Linked DNA regions of Mus musculus: all the other regions are linked to region 2. Evidence: chromatin contacts called from public Hi-C and HiChIP or PLAC-seq data. All regions are on one chromosome and are shown on one strand. Each heading gives the region's core, a stretch centred on a gene start, on an enhancer-like site or on the middle of the called end of the contact. The rest is flanking DNA. Distances are from core to core; before and after follow the strand shown. Region 1 overlaps Gm13219 (predicted gene 13219). Region 2 has its middle 15 kb from the start of Gm13218. Region 3 has its middle 77 kb from the start of Gata3.

Region 1 (3,707 bases), core at 243-2,742, 200 kb before region 2:
CACAATATATATTTTAGGCTTTGCTTACCACCAAATTCCTGTCACAACTATTGAACTCTACCACTGTAGTCCAAGGACCAGGGTAGATAATATTTTAACACTAGTCTATTAACACCTATTTATAGACATGAGGGTATGAAGTTCATATTTTTTTCACATACCCACAAAATATGATTTCAATTTTTTCAACCATTTAAAAGCAAACAAATCATTCTTAGCTCACAATCCATATAAAAACAGGTGGTAGATAAGATTGAAGTCAGAGGCCATAATTTGCAAACCCTTGATCAAAAGGTTTGAATGCAATTAAAACAACAGACATGTGCAGAAAACTATGAATTGTAGTTAGTTATTTGTCTGCTCTGCTTGCATTGAACCTATTTAAATCCTAAAATTACTATCAGTCTTTCTGCTTTGACTGATCTGCACCAGCACAACCTACTTCTAAAATCCAGTGTAGATCTGCCGGTTAACAAGCTCTGTGGCCTTGGGCAATTTACTTAACTCTAAGCCACAGCTTCCTCATTGTAATAAGCAGTTATCCGGCAGGTTGATTGTTGTAGGCATTGAATTAAAAAATAGATGTCAAAAAATTATCAGTGATCCCCAGCATGTTGTAAACTTTCAATAAGTATTAACCCTATTAGTGCTCATATTATTATTACTATTGTCAAAATCATCAGCCCTGATTTAAAACACAAAATCAAAATAGCATATCAGTTGAAGCTCACGTCTGCAAGATGATGGAGGTCACCTTGAAGGTGACTAAAAGTCCTTTAAGTCTCTTTTGCAAGGTCCTTACTACCGGATAATTAAATCATATCTAAAACACTGCCTTCCTTACAAAATGAGAACATTTTGCCGTACTCTATTCTAGCAAAGAATCTAGAAAAATTAATCTATGCATGTCACCTAACACAATCCAGTCCCCAGGCTAGTCTGTCGGTGACTAGCTATGCTAGAATCTTGGGTCATAGTCAATATCTCATTCCCTAGTCTTAGCTTATTTGGGCGTTTATTTTTAATGTTTGCAAGCCACAGTAAAAAAAATGGAAAGATACAAACATTGGCATAATGAACCTCTATGCTTGAGGAGGACCATACTTATGTATCAATTAATTGAGCTCTGAGCATATAAAATACTTCTTGGGGGGCATATCAAAGGCAGCAGTGCTACCAATGGCCAGTTACACATAACAAAGTCTAGCTCTCCCTTTCCTTGGTCCCTCTAATATTTCTTGAACATGTCGTGTGTGTCTAGCATCATGGATCCTCTAACCATTTCTGTGGTTCGAGCATGAGTTACTAAAGATGAGATATGCAAATAAAATGCTTTAAAAGACCCAGAAATCACCACTGTCTATGTGTGGGCCAAGGAAAACCATGACTATGCTAAAAGTCATCAAGTTCCTTTGTTATCTGAGACTCGACTGTTTTCAGCTCAAAAGACTTGTGGGCAGGTAGCTTCGGTGAAGTTCACCATTTATCTGTTGGAGAATCAGCTGAGCGTGACTACGTTATCTGACGCTCTGTTTCAAAGGACTGATGGGTTGTGTTCTCAGAAGGGCTTGGCAATTCATCAGCAGCAGGAATGAGAGATGGTTCCCAGAAAACAATTTCCCTGTCATCTCAAGCTTTGTGTATGGCAGGAACCAAATGTCAGGTCTGATAGTTTGAATAGCAAGAAGCCTGGCCAAGTGTGAGAAAGAGACAACTTCTGTAATTCTGAAAGCACATTTGGATGAAATCAAGTAAGCATGGCTCAGATGATCATAACAATTAAGGATCTCCACCAGAGAAACTTGGAGCAAGTGAGGGATGGTTCTGCACATGTTAACAAGCAGATGCTCAGGTTTCTTGCTATGGCTAATCCCATACTTTCTGATCTCTTTTCTCTGTTAAGTTTGCTGTCTAGTCAAGTGTGTGCTTTTTGTCTGCAATTCTATTGCTCAGGTATTTCATTAAACATTTTTCCTTGTACTGCAAAATTGATCGATGAGCTAGGTGACTATCAGTGAACCCAGTCACTTAACTAATTCCCTCTCTGTTATATTTCTTTATAAGCGTGGGAACCCTCAGAAATGAATAGATAGATCACTAGGTACATAATTCTTTCCTTTGATTTCTCAGAGCTCATTTTTAAGACACTTAAAAGCTTCTAAACCACTGTCCCATCCTTTTTTTCCCCTGCCAGCTACTTCTTTAAGAATATTTTCATGCCTTCAGTTTCCTGTTAGTGAGCTCAAATAAGAAAATGCTTAAAGACCCTCACTCTTCCAGGGTAACTAATGTTTTATTTAAAGTTAAAGTTTTATGTTTTATGTTTATGTTTTATTTATTTATTTGTATGTTTTTTATTTTTATGTTTAATGTTTTATTTAAAGCTGTAAATGTCTAACAGCAACATCTCACACCTTCAAAACAACTCAGGAAGAATAAAATTCTTCCAAACATCTTTCACTTCAATAACTCCAGGCTTGTTTTATCTGCATGCATTTGGTTCCCAATCCATCAATCCATTACCCAGTTTTAAGAGGGTAATAGTAGACATTAGGGACTACTGTAAACACAGTGTTCTGAATTCTTCCAAGAAAGCAACAGATAACTGGAGCGCAATTCATCATCCCCTGCCAGAGAAACAGGGACTTTGTTGGAAAACCTGTCCTGCCCCTTTCTCTCCTTCAAGACTAAAACCTGTTGATTTCTCTTTGTACTACTAGAGACTAAACCCACGCTCTTACCTATTCTACAGAAATATTCTATCAAAACGTCACATCTTCAGTCCTTAAAACAGCCACTTTTGAAGCTAGCAATATATCTATCTTTCCATTACCTAATTTATAAAGAAAGTTAATGGGACACAGGACCACAAAGTAATAGGACAGTTATTAGTTTATTCATCTTCATATAGATTAGGTTTGTAAGGTTGAGAACAAACTGACCCTACTTTCAAGAAATGCCCAGGTACACTAAGATAACGAATAAATGCAAAACCAGTAAGTCTGTTTGCATGATGCACAAAGAGACTATTGCTGAATCTATTTTTTTTTCTCTCTCTCTTGGAAAGAACAGAGTCTACTGTACAGGAACACTAAGCTCTGGGACAAAGCCAAAAGACTCTCGAGACTGAAACTTGGAGTGTGTAGCCTCATCCCTCCAGGATCCATAATGAAACTATGAATGTAGCACAAGCAGAGAAGAGTATCCGCTAACATTGTATAGTTGAAACCACTGCAAACACGAGACCTACAGTGGAGAGCAAGTGGCTGCACTTTCTGGATAAACTGAGATCTTGGAAATTTTTTTCATTTAGTTAGCCATCAAAGCAGAAGTCAGCCGCAGAATATATCAGTAGTGCAGAGACAGAACAAGCAGAGCATACCCAGCAAGAATATAGCACAAATCTTTGAAAATTACATACCTTTCACTCCAAGGAAACGCAATACAGGAGTTATTTTGTGAGAACCAATACGTTGATAGGACTTTCTGGTAATAACTGGAAAGGGGAAATGGAAAGGTGAATTAACAAGCAATTGTGAGCTCAACTCCATAAAATTCAAGTAAAAACTGTGATTGTTCTGTTCGCACTGCGGCTATAATACTGTAGTTTTACAGAAGAGTAATGGTAGGAAAGTTACAAAGCCATATCAGATATATTGTGTAAGTAGAGGAGATGGACGGGTATACGCTGTGTACATGTTTGACAA
Region 2 (3,474 bases), core at 278-2,777:
GGTAATTATACTATAAACTCAAAAAACAATATTTAAAAAAAAAGATATTCCAGAGGAAACTGAAGAAACCAAGACATATGACATAGTAATAAATTCAGTATGAAGTAAGTAAGTGTGTTTTTTAAGTTTTGATTCAAGCTGAGGGAGTGACTCGGTTGGTATGATCTTTGGCTCATTAGCATGAGGACCAAGTTCCATACCCAGCACCCAACTAAAAAGACGAGTACTGGGGCAAACCAGGAGGATGAGAGAGAGAGAGAGAGAGATTGAGAGAGTTTTCCTCCCACTACAATATGCTCTAACATCTCAAAAATGCAGCGTTTTTATTTCAAGGCTGGATTTCTCCGTAAGGGATCACACAGTGCCACACAGATACTAAGAGTTCCATACCAAATACAGACTCTGGAGCTGTGCCTATTTCTGGCACTGACCATCCAAAACTACACAGGAGACAATATCACTTCTCTAAGTCATGGGTAGATGTGCCCTAAGAGTTAAGGCCATTCTCATTTCAGGAAACACACAAAAAGACACAAAACAAAACAACAAAACAGTCATTCAGAAGAAGGAAAAACTGGAAAAACCACCACTGATGCAACACATACCTTCTAAACCTAACACAAAACACCAGGGCTGACAATATCTTAACCTCTTTTTTAAAAGTACATTACCCACTGGCTTGCCTCAGCATACCAAAAGGTGTTTAAACATTAACACTTTTCCTAGGAAACACACACACACACCTCCGAGTTATCTCTCACCCTCAGCAATTTCTCTCCACCACCCCAACCTGATGTCCAAACTTCTCAAAAACTTTGCAGCTTTGAACATTTTGAGCTAAGCAAAAAACCAAAACAAAACAAAACAAAACAAAACAAAACAAAACAAAACAAAACAAAAATGGTAGCAGGTTTTCCTCTACCATGATTTTTAGGATGTTGCTTTCTATGTCTTCCTGGAAACTTTCTTCACCTCAACTGGATGGGGACAACATTTTCTTTACATTTTAGTGGTTGTGTTTTGGGCTCCATTGACCAAGCCTGAAGGTTAGAAGAACTGATATTGGGGAGTGAACAACAGAATTGCTGACAGAGATCTCACACAGTGGATCTACCTTGAGAGTTCGCCAGCCTGGGCCTGCCAAAATCGAGGGGTAAATGTCAGATAAGGATCTGAGTTCTTGGGTGTTTAACTGAACCAAACCTCCCAACCTTTTTGAGGTTTGCCGATGACTGGTAATTATATTGTCATTTAACAAAAGTATCTGCATTAAACCAGAGATGTGAAGTTAATGGTTAGGTTCACATCCATTACACACACACACACACACGCACACACACGGGCACACACACACACAAGTGAGCATTGACAAAGCACACAGGGTCTGCATGAGGTGGGGAAGGGATGGAAGATGGAAACTAATGTAGGCTAGAGACTATAAATCAGTGGCTAAATGCTACCTGTCAGGTTGGGGAGTTATGCTAATGTGGGGTGTTTTATTTCTTTCCAGTGCAGAGAGGTCAAAGGGAGGAGGCACAGATGTGTAACTTAATGGAAACACTGAGGAAAACCCCAAAGCACAAGATCACCACTGCGCAAATGTTGAAGAAAGTGATTCTATGTAAGGCGGGCTTTTAATCATCTCTGTCAAGGTAGAATCATCTAAGGTAAAGGCCAAGCTTGTGGGTTTCCAGGGAGGCAGCAGAAAGCCTGAGGACTCGCCCTCAGCCTCTGTACCCAGGACCCTTTCTTCGAAGTGCTTTTCATTTTGACTAAAGCAAGTACAGGGTAAAGTGACTTGTCATTTCTCAGTGACTTGTCAGTTCTCTCAGTGGGAAGTGAGTGAGTGAGTACATGGCAGGGTGAGGGGGTGGGCCCAAAACTCCTTCTTATGTGGCATGGAATTGAGTGCAACTTAATCATCCCACTCCCATAATATGTTGCCAATTGGTTGTATGCTAACGGTCAAAATAATAACTTTATAATAATATATGTTGATTTTTTTTAGTATTTTTCTGTGTGTAGTTTGTAGTGTGTGCATGTGTCATGTCTGTGTATATATATGCATGTGCCCATGTTATATGTATTTGTGTGCCTGTGTGCATCTGTGTGTGTGTGTGTGTGTGTTCCTATATGTGTGTTCAAGTGTGTGTGCCTGTGTGTATCTGTGTGTGTATATGTGTGTGTGTTTGTGTATGTGTATATGTGTGTTTGTGTGTGTCTGTGTGCATCTGTGTATGTGCATGTATGTATGCACTCTCACACGTGTGTGTGTGTGTGTGTGTGTGTGTGTGTGTGTACACATTCAACTATGGGTGCCTTTGGAGACCAAAGACAGCTCATATGTGTCTTTCTCACTCTGCACCTAATTTTTTTTTTTTTTTTTTTTTTTACAATAGGGTTTCTCACTGAAATAGGACCTTGCCATTTCTTCAAGGTTGGCAGGTCAGTGAGCTCCCAGGATCTGCTATCTTTGTGCCCTCAGTGCTGTTACCGTGAAGGCTGCTGTGCCCACCTTGTGTATGGGTGCTGGAGATCCAAACTCATGCTTGCAGAGAAAGCACTCTACCCATAGACCTCTACTCCAGCACATAAATATAGAATAAACTTTAAATTAATGTAATTAATATTTCTATGAAAAGTGTGTAAGCAACCTTGCAGTCCTTGTTTTAAAAGATATTGCTGAAAACGTAGTTGATTCTTTTTAATCAGAGCTCAGAACTATCTACCAAGAAGAAAACAGAGGTATGTGGGCTGATCTTTAATCCAAAAGGAAACAAAGATTCTCAGCATCACTACGATAGAGGCTGACCCAGAAGATGACCTCTTAGATGTCATGGATTATAAACACATTCAAACTAGGATCAGAATTCAAAACCAACATGAAAAGAAGTATTAAGTCAAGAGGACCTTGGGAAGAAGAGAGTTGTCATGTTCTCAGTCTGGATAGGACTGGCCCTGACCTCAGCCTCAGATCTGCTTTGGGAGATAAGGACAGAAGTGAAGACCAGAAGGTTACTCCTGCGTGGCTTAATTAGCATCCATCAATGACACTCAAGTCTCCTCGGCCCAGTCCTGACCATCATCTCTAGTGTCCAAGACTAGAAGGGGCACTGCCAACTTCCTAGCAGCTTTTGGAAGTTTGGACTTTGCAATTTGCTAAGTTTGTGTGCCCAAAACCTTAGTGGTTTTGGTGATGCTGAAAACCCCACTGTATCTACCTAACGCCCACTTTGTCAAGTCCAAGTCAACCACAGGCTAGAGCTTCTGCCTCCACCACACATGGATCCTTCCTTCTAGCCACGCCCTAAACACTGACTCTAGGCTGCACAAGTTCCAAGAAGTCTGTGTCCCTGTCCTTTTACACGTCTTGGACTTTCATTGCTACTTCCCTTCACGGCTCTGCACACACATATTCCCATCTCTGCGCCCCCCCTGGATGTGCTCAGATATTCCATCTTAGATGAAACCATT
Region 3 (3,987 bases), core at 527-3,026, 220 kb after region 2:
AGTCCCCTGATGTAAAGACCACTGTAAAGTCCCTTAAAAGAGGAGACCACAAGAAACTCGTCTAGCTATGGAAACCACTGTAGATTCCTCTGGATGTGGAGAGCATTTTGAAGTTCCATGGAATACAAGGTGTAAAATGAACTTAAATGTCTATTACAACCTAGGCTATAAAATGGGCTCGTTTCTGATAAGGCATGGTGTGGCACAGCTTTGCGGTGCCATTGCTAGTGAGGCTGAGGTAGGACATCAAGAGCTCAAGACCAGCCCCGTCTGTACGTTAAGACTGTTTCTCAAAAACAGTGTCAGAGGATGTGGCCCAGTACTTGCCTTGGACATGGTCTTGTACAGGACCATGGGTTTGATCCCCAACACTGAAAAACAAGGAGAGCGAGCAAGCAAGCAAGAGAGAGAGAGAGAGAGAAACAAACAGGAGCAACTCATGCCCATCCATGACTTTCATCTACTTGTGCATGTGCACTTACGTGCACATACACACACACACACACACACACGTGCGTGCATATGTATGTGTGCATGTGTGTCTTTTCATGCATGTGTGCCTGTGTGTGTGCATATGTATGTACATGTGTGTATGGGCATGTGGGTATGTGTGTGCATGTATGCCCATGTATGTATGTGTGTGTATGCACATGTGCTTGTGTGTATGTGTGTGTGCATGTGTGTGTGTATGTATGTGCATGTGTGTATGGGCATGTATGTATGTGTGCATGTGTGTCTTTTCATGCATGTGTGCCTGTGTGTGTGCATATGTATGTACATGTGTATATGGGCATGTGGGTATGTGTGTGCATGTATGCCCATGTATGTATGTGTGTGTATGCACATGTGCCTGTGTGTGCATTTGTGTGTATGTGTGTGTGCATGTGTGTGTATGTATGTGCATGTGTGTATGGGCATGTATAGTATGTGTGCATGTGTGTGTGCATGTATATGCACATGTACCTATGTATATGCTTGTGCATGCCTCTGTGTGTGTTTGAATGTGTGTATGTGTATGTGCACGTCTGCATGTGCAAGTATATGCCTCTGTGTGTGTGTGTGTGTGTGTGTGTGTGTGTGTGTGTGTGTACCATATTCCTTTGCATCATGGTTTTTCTCTCTCAACCTAAATCTAGGCTGGCCATCAGCAAAGGCAGACATCTTCCTCTCTCATCACGGCACAACTCTGGGGTTTCAGGCACACTCCTGGTTTCTTGTGTCAGTGCTGGGGATTTGAACTCAGATCCTCATGCATATACAACTCCTTTTACCACGGAGCCAACTTGTAAACCTCCCTTTTGTCTTTTTATTAATAAGAAGACTGGATGCAATAATAATTAACTGTCATCTATAAGCTCATAGAATATACAATACCACCCAAGTTATAACAAGCTATGGTATTTCCATTATGACTAACACCAGTGTATTGTTTAGGGAGACAGTTGTAACTCTCAGTGCTGGTGGACACATAACACTCAGAAGACCCAATCAAATGGAGACCTCCGTCAAATCAGGAAGGCTCACAGACAGTCCCGTGTGATTGCCCAATACCAGCAAACTCTGTGGTGTCTTCTGCGCCACTGTGAAGATGAACTGCTAACCAGTGTGACTGACACCTACTGTCAGAAGGCTTTCTAGAACAACTCCGAAACGAGAGTGTGGCCACTGTGTCCCAAGGCTGAGGTTTCTGGAGTTTCCACCCGTGGTCTGGGCGGAGATGGTGTGATTGAGTCTCACATCTGCCAAGGGGCTGAGGTGAAGGAAAAGGGAACTGGATTGGTTCTCACCTCATCAGATCTGACCACATCCTCCCTCTCCAGCTACCCCCTGTGAAGGGGAAGGGAAGACAATGGCAGCCTCGAAGTAAAAGAAGGGAGAGGTAGGGCAGGCAAATGGTGAGCCAGGGAAAGAAAGGTAGGGGCAAAGTCAGGAGACCTTCAGAGTGGCAGGGACAAGAACTCAGAAGGTGACAATGTGGTAATCACACCTGTAATCCAGAATTTGAAAGACCAGGGCAGGACTGCCGTACGCTTCAAGCCAGCCTGAGATACCCACATGTCAAAACCAATTAATTAATGAATCCATTAATTAACTAAAGAAAGTAAAGACAACAGGGTCTTTGTCAGCGGAACAATTATATACAACCATGTTTTGTGAGGGCAGTATTATGGTATGCTTGTCAGGATAGTGACATCTTACAGAGAAAAAAAAAATAACGTTTTCTAAACAGGCTTGATAATGTAGAGCCAATAATCTCAGCTCCTTGGAAAAGCTGAAGCAGGGGGATTATAAATTTGAGCCAGCCTGGGATAATTAGTGAGACCCTGTCTCAAAATAAAAATAAAAATAAAGTTTTAAAAGAGGTGTGGGGTGGGGATATAGTTCAGTGGTAGAGCATTCTCCTAGTATCTGATGACGATGACAATGACGATGACGATGACAATGATGATGATGATGGAGGAGAAGTAAGGAAAGCTTTCCAATAATAATTTTCTTTAGTTTTCTAAATGGGGGGATAATAATCTTTCATTGCACATAGTAACACAGTTGTCTAGATGCAGCACTTTGGTTTAGTGATTCTGGAACTCACTAAAAATGAGAAGTGGGAGGGAACACAGGAGCAGATGAAGAGGACAGCCCAGCCTGACCAGGGTTGCTATTCACTCCCACAGCACATCAGCAGTTCAGAGGACTTAGCATATCCCTGAGTGACAGGTCCACCTTCTACCCAGAATGGGGCACGGATTCTCAGAAGCGTAACTCTCATCCATCCACTGCTTCCCCTTTTTTATTTCAAGAAATAACCTGACCAGGAAATTTGTGTAACTTGCCTAAGGCTGCAGGTGGCTAGCTGGACCCAGAATCCGGGCCTCCTGGGGCTTCTTCCTAATCCAGTCTTCTGGCAGCAGCATCCCTCCCAACACCAACCAAGTCACAGAACACCACCTAGGCCATGATTTTGAAAGTAAAAAGCAAACAAGAACAGAAAATCTTACCGACGGGGTCTTTCATCTATGTAACAATGTAACAACTAGTTGGACGGACCTGAGTCACCCAATGAACACCCTTTAAAAAAAAGCTAATGAAACTGATCAGACTAACTCTCCTGGCACACCAGAGAGCGAGTGAGTCAGGATGAGTCACTGGATCAAAAGCTACAGGAGAGCATTCACAATAGCAGGTGATCAGCATAGTGCTGTTCACAGGATCTCGGACCCTCACTTAGCCACCCACGACTGGAGAATACTCCGTAGAGCGAGTTCACCAGAAGTGTTCAGAAGTGCTGTGATGGACAGTGAGAAGCTGGCGGATCTTGAAAGTCTCCTTCTCTCCTGCGTTTGCGTGTTTCTTCGTTCTGTTCGTTAAGGTCTCTTGTACTTTACGTCATGTCTACGTGTGGGTGTGAGCATGTGAGAACACACCTCAACAGTGGCTAGACTAGGAAGACAGATCCCCTGGAGTTATAATTCCAGACAGTTGTGAGCTAGAAAGCAAACTCAGGTCTTCTGCAAAAGCAGGAAGTATTCCCAAACATCTCATCCGTGGAGCCATCTCTCCAGCCCCCGGTTCTGTTTGCTGAGACTGGATCTCACTATGTATTCATTGGATGACCTGGAATTTGATACATAGACCAGGCTGCCTTCAGACTCACTAGGCTCTTCCTGTCTCTGACTCCTAAGTACTGAGGTTACAGGAGTGTGCCACCAGGCCCAAACCCTCATGCTCCTCTGTGTGTGTGTGTGTGTGTGTGTGTGTGTGTGTGTGTGTGTGTGTGTGTGTGTGTGTGTGTGAATATATGTGTATATATGTATATATGAGTGTGTATTTGCATGTTTGAGTGTGTATATGTGTGTGTGTGTGTATATGTGTGCATGGGTATGTATATTTGTGTATAGGTATGTGTGTGTATGTGTGTGTATGTGTAAGTGTGAGAATGTATGTGTGTATATGTGTGTATAACTGGGTACATATGTGTGTGTTTCATCT

Evidence for each region. A called contact is a pair of places that touch in the nucleus more often than the background predicts. HiChIP or PLAC-seq counts read pairs in DNA pulled down with a chosen protein or histone mark.
Region 1: a contact with region 2 is called in a Hi-C map of group 2 innate lymphoid cells, with 4 times the contacts expected there. The contact joins two enhancer-like sites. A contact is called at or near these places in 4 of 484 Hi-C or Micro-C datasets (Th2 cells and group 2 innate lymphoid cells) and 1 of 115 datasets of contacts at active chromatin or transcription factors (CD8 T cells).
Region 3: a BATF HiChIP or PLAC-seq map of CD8 T cells shows a contact between it and region 2, with 9 read pairs. The contact joins two enhancer-like sites. A contact is called at or near these places in 1 of 15 datasets of contacts at CTCF or cohesin (CD8 T cells) and 1 of 115 datasets of contacts at active chromatin or transcription factors (CD8 T cells).

Annotation. Positions count from the first base shown.
Region 1 is chr2:9,376,684-9,380,390 of GRCm38.p6, forward strand. All of the region lies in intron 1 of Gm13219 (predicted gene 13219), which reads left to right. Among named protein-coding and RNA genes, the nearest start is that of Gm13219, 26 kb to the left of the region's middle. Within about 2 kb of position 1,493, at least 7 of the 459 cell types and tissues checked have an H3K27ac peak or open chromatin away from gene starts, as enhancers often do. A contact at or near this core is called in Th2 cells and group 2 innate lymphoid cells, where this site is marked.
Region 2 is chr2:9,576,509-9,579,982 of GRCm38.p6, forward strand. No RefSeq gene overlaps it. Among named protein-coding and RNA genes, the nearest start is that of Gm13218, 15 kb to the right of the region's middle. Within about 2 kb of position 1,528, at least 15 of the 459 cell types and tissues checked have an H3K27ac peak or open chromatin away from gene starts, as enhancers often do. A contact at or near this core is called in CD8 T cells, Th2 cells and group 2 innate lymphoid cells, where this site is marked.
Region 3 is chr2:9,799,990-9,803,976 of GRCm38.p6, forward strand. No RefSeq gene overlaps it. Among named protein-coding and RNA genes, the nearest start is that of Gata3, 77 kb to the right of the region's middle. Within about 2 kb of position 1,777, at least 35 of the 459 cell types and tissues checked have an H3K27ac peak or open chromatin away from gene starts, as enhancers often do. A contact at or near this core is called in CD8 T cells, where this site is marked.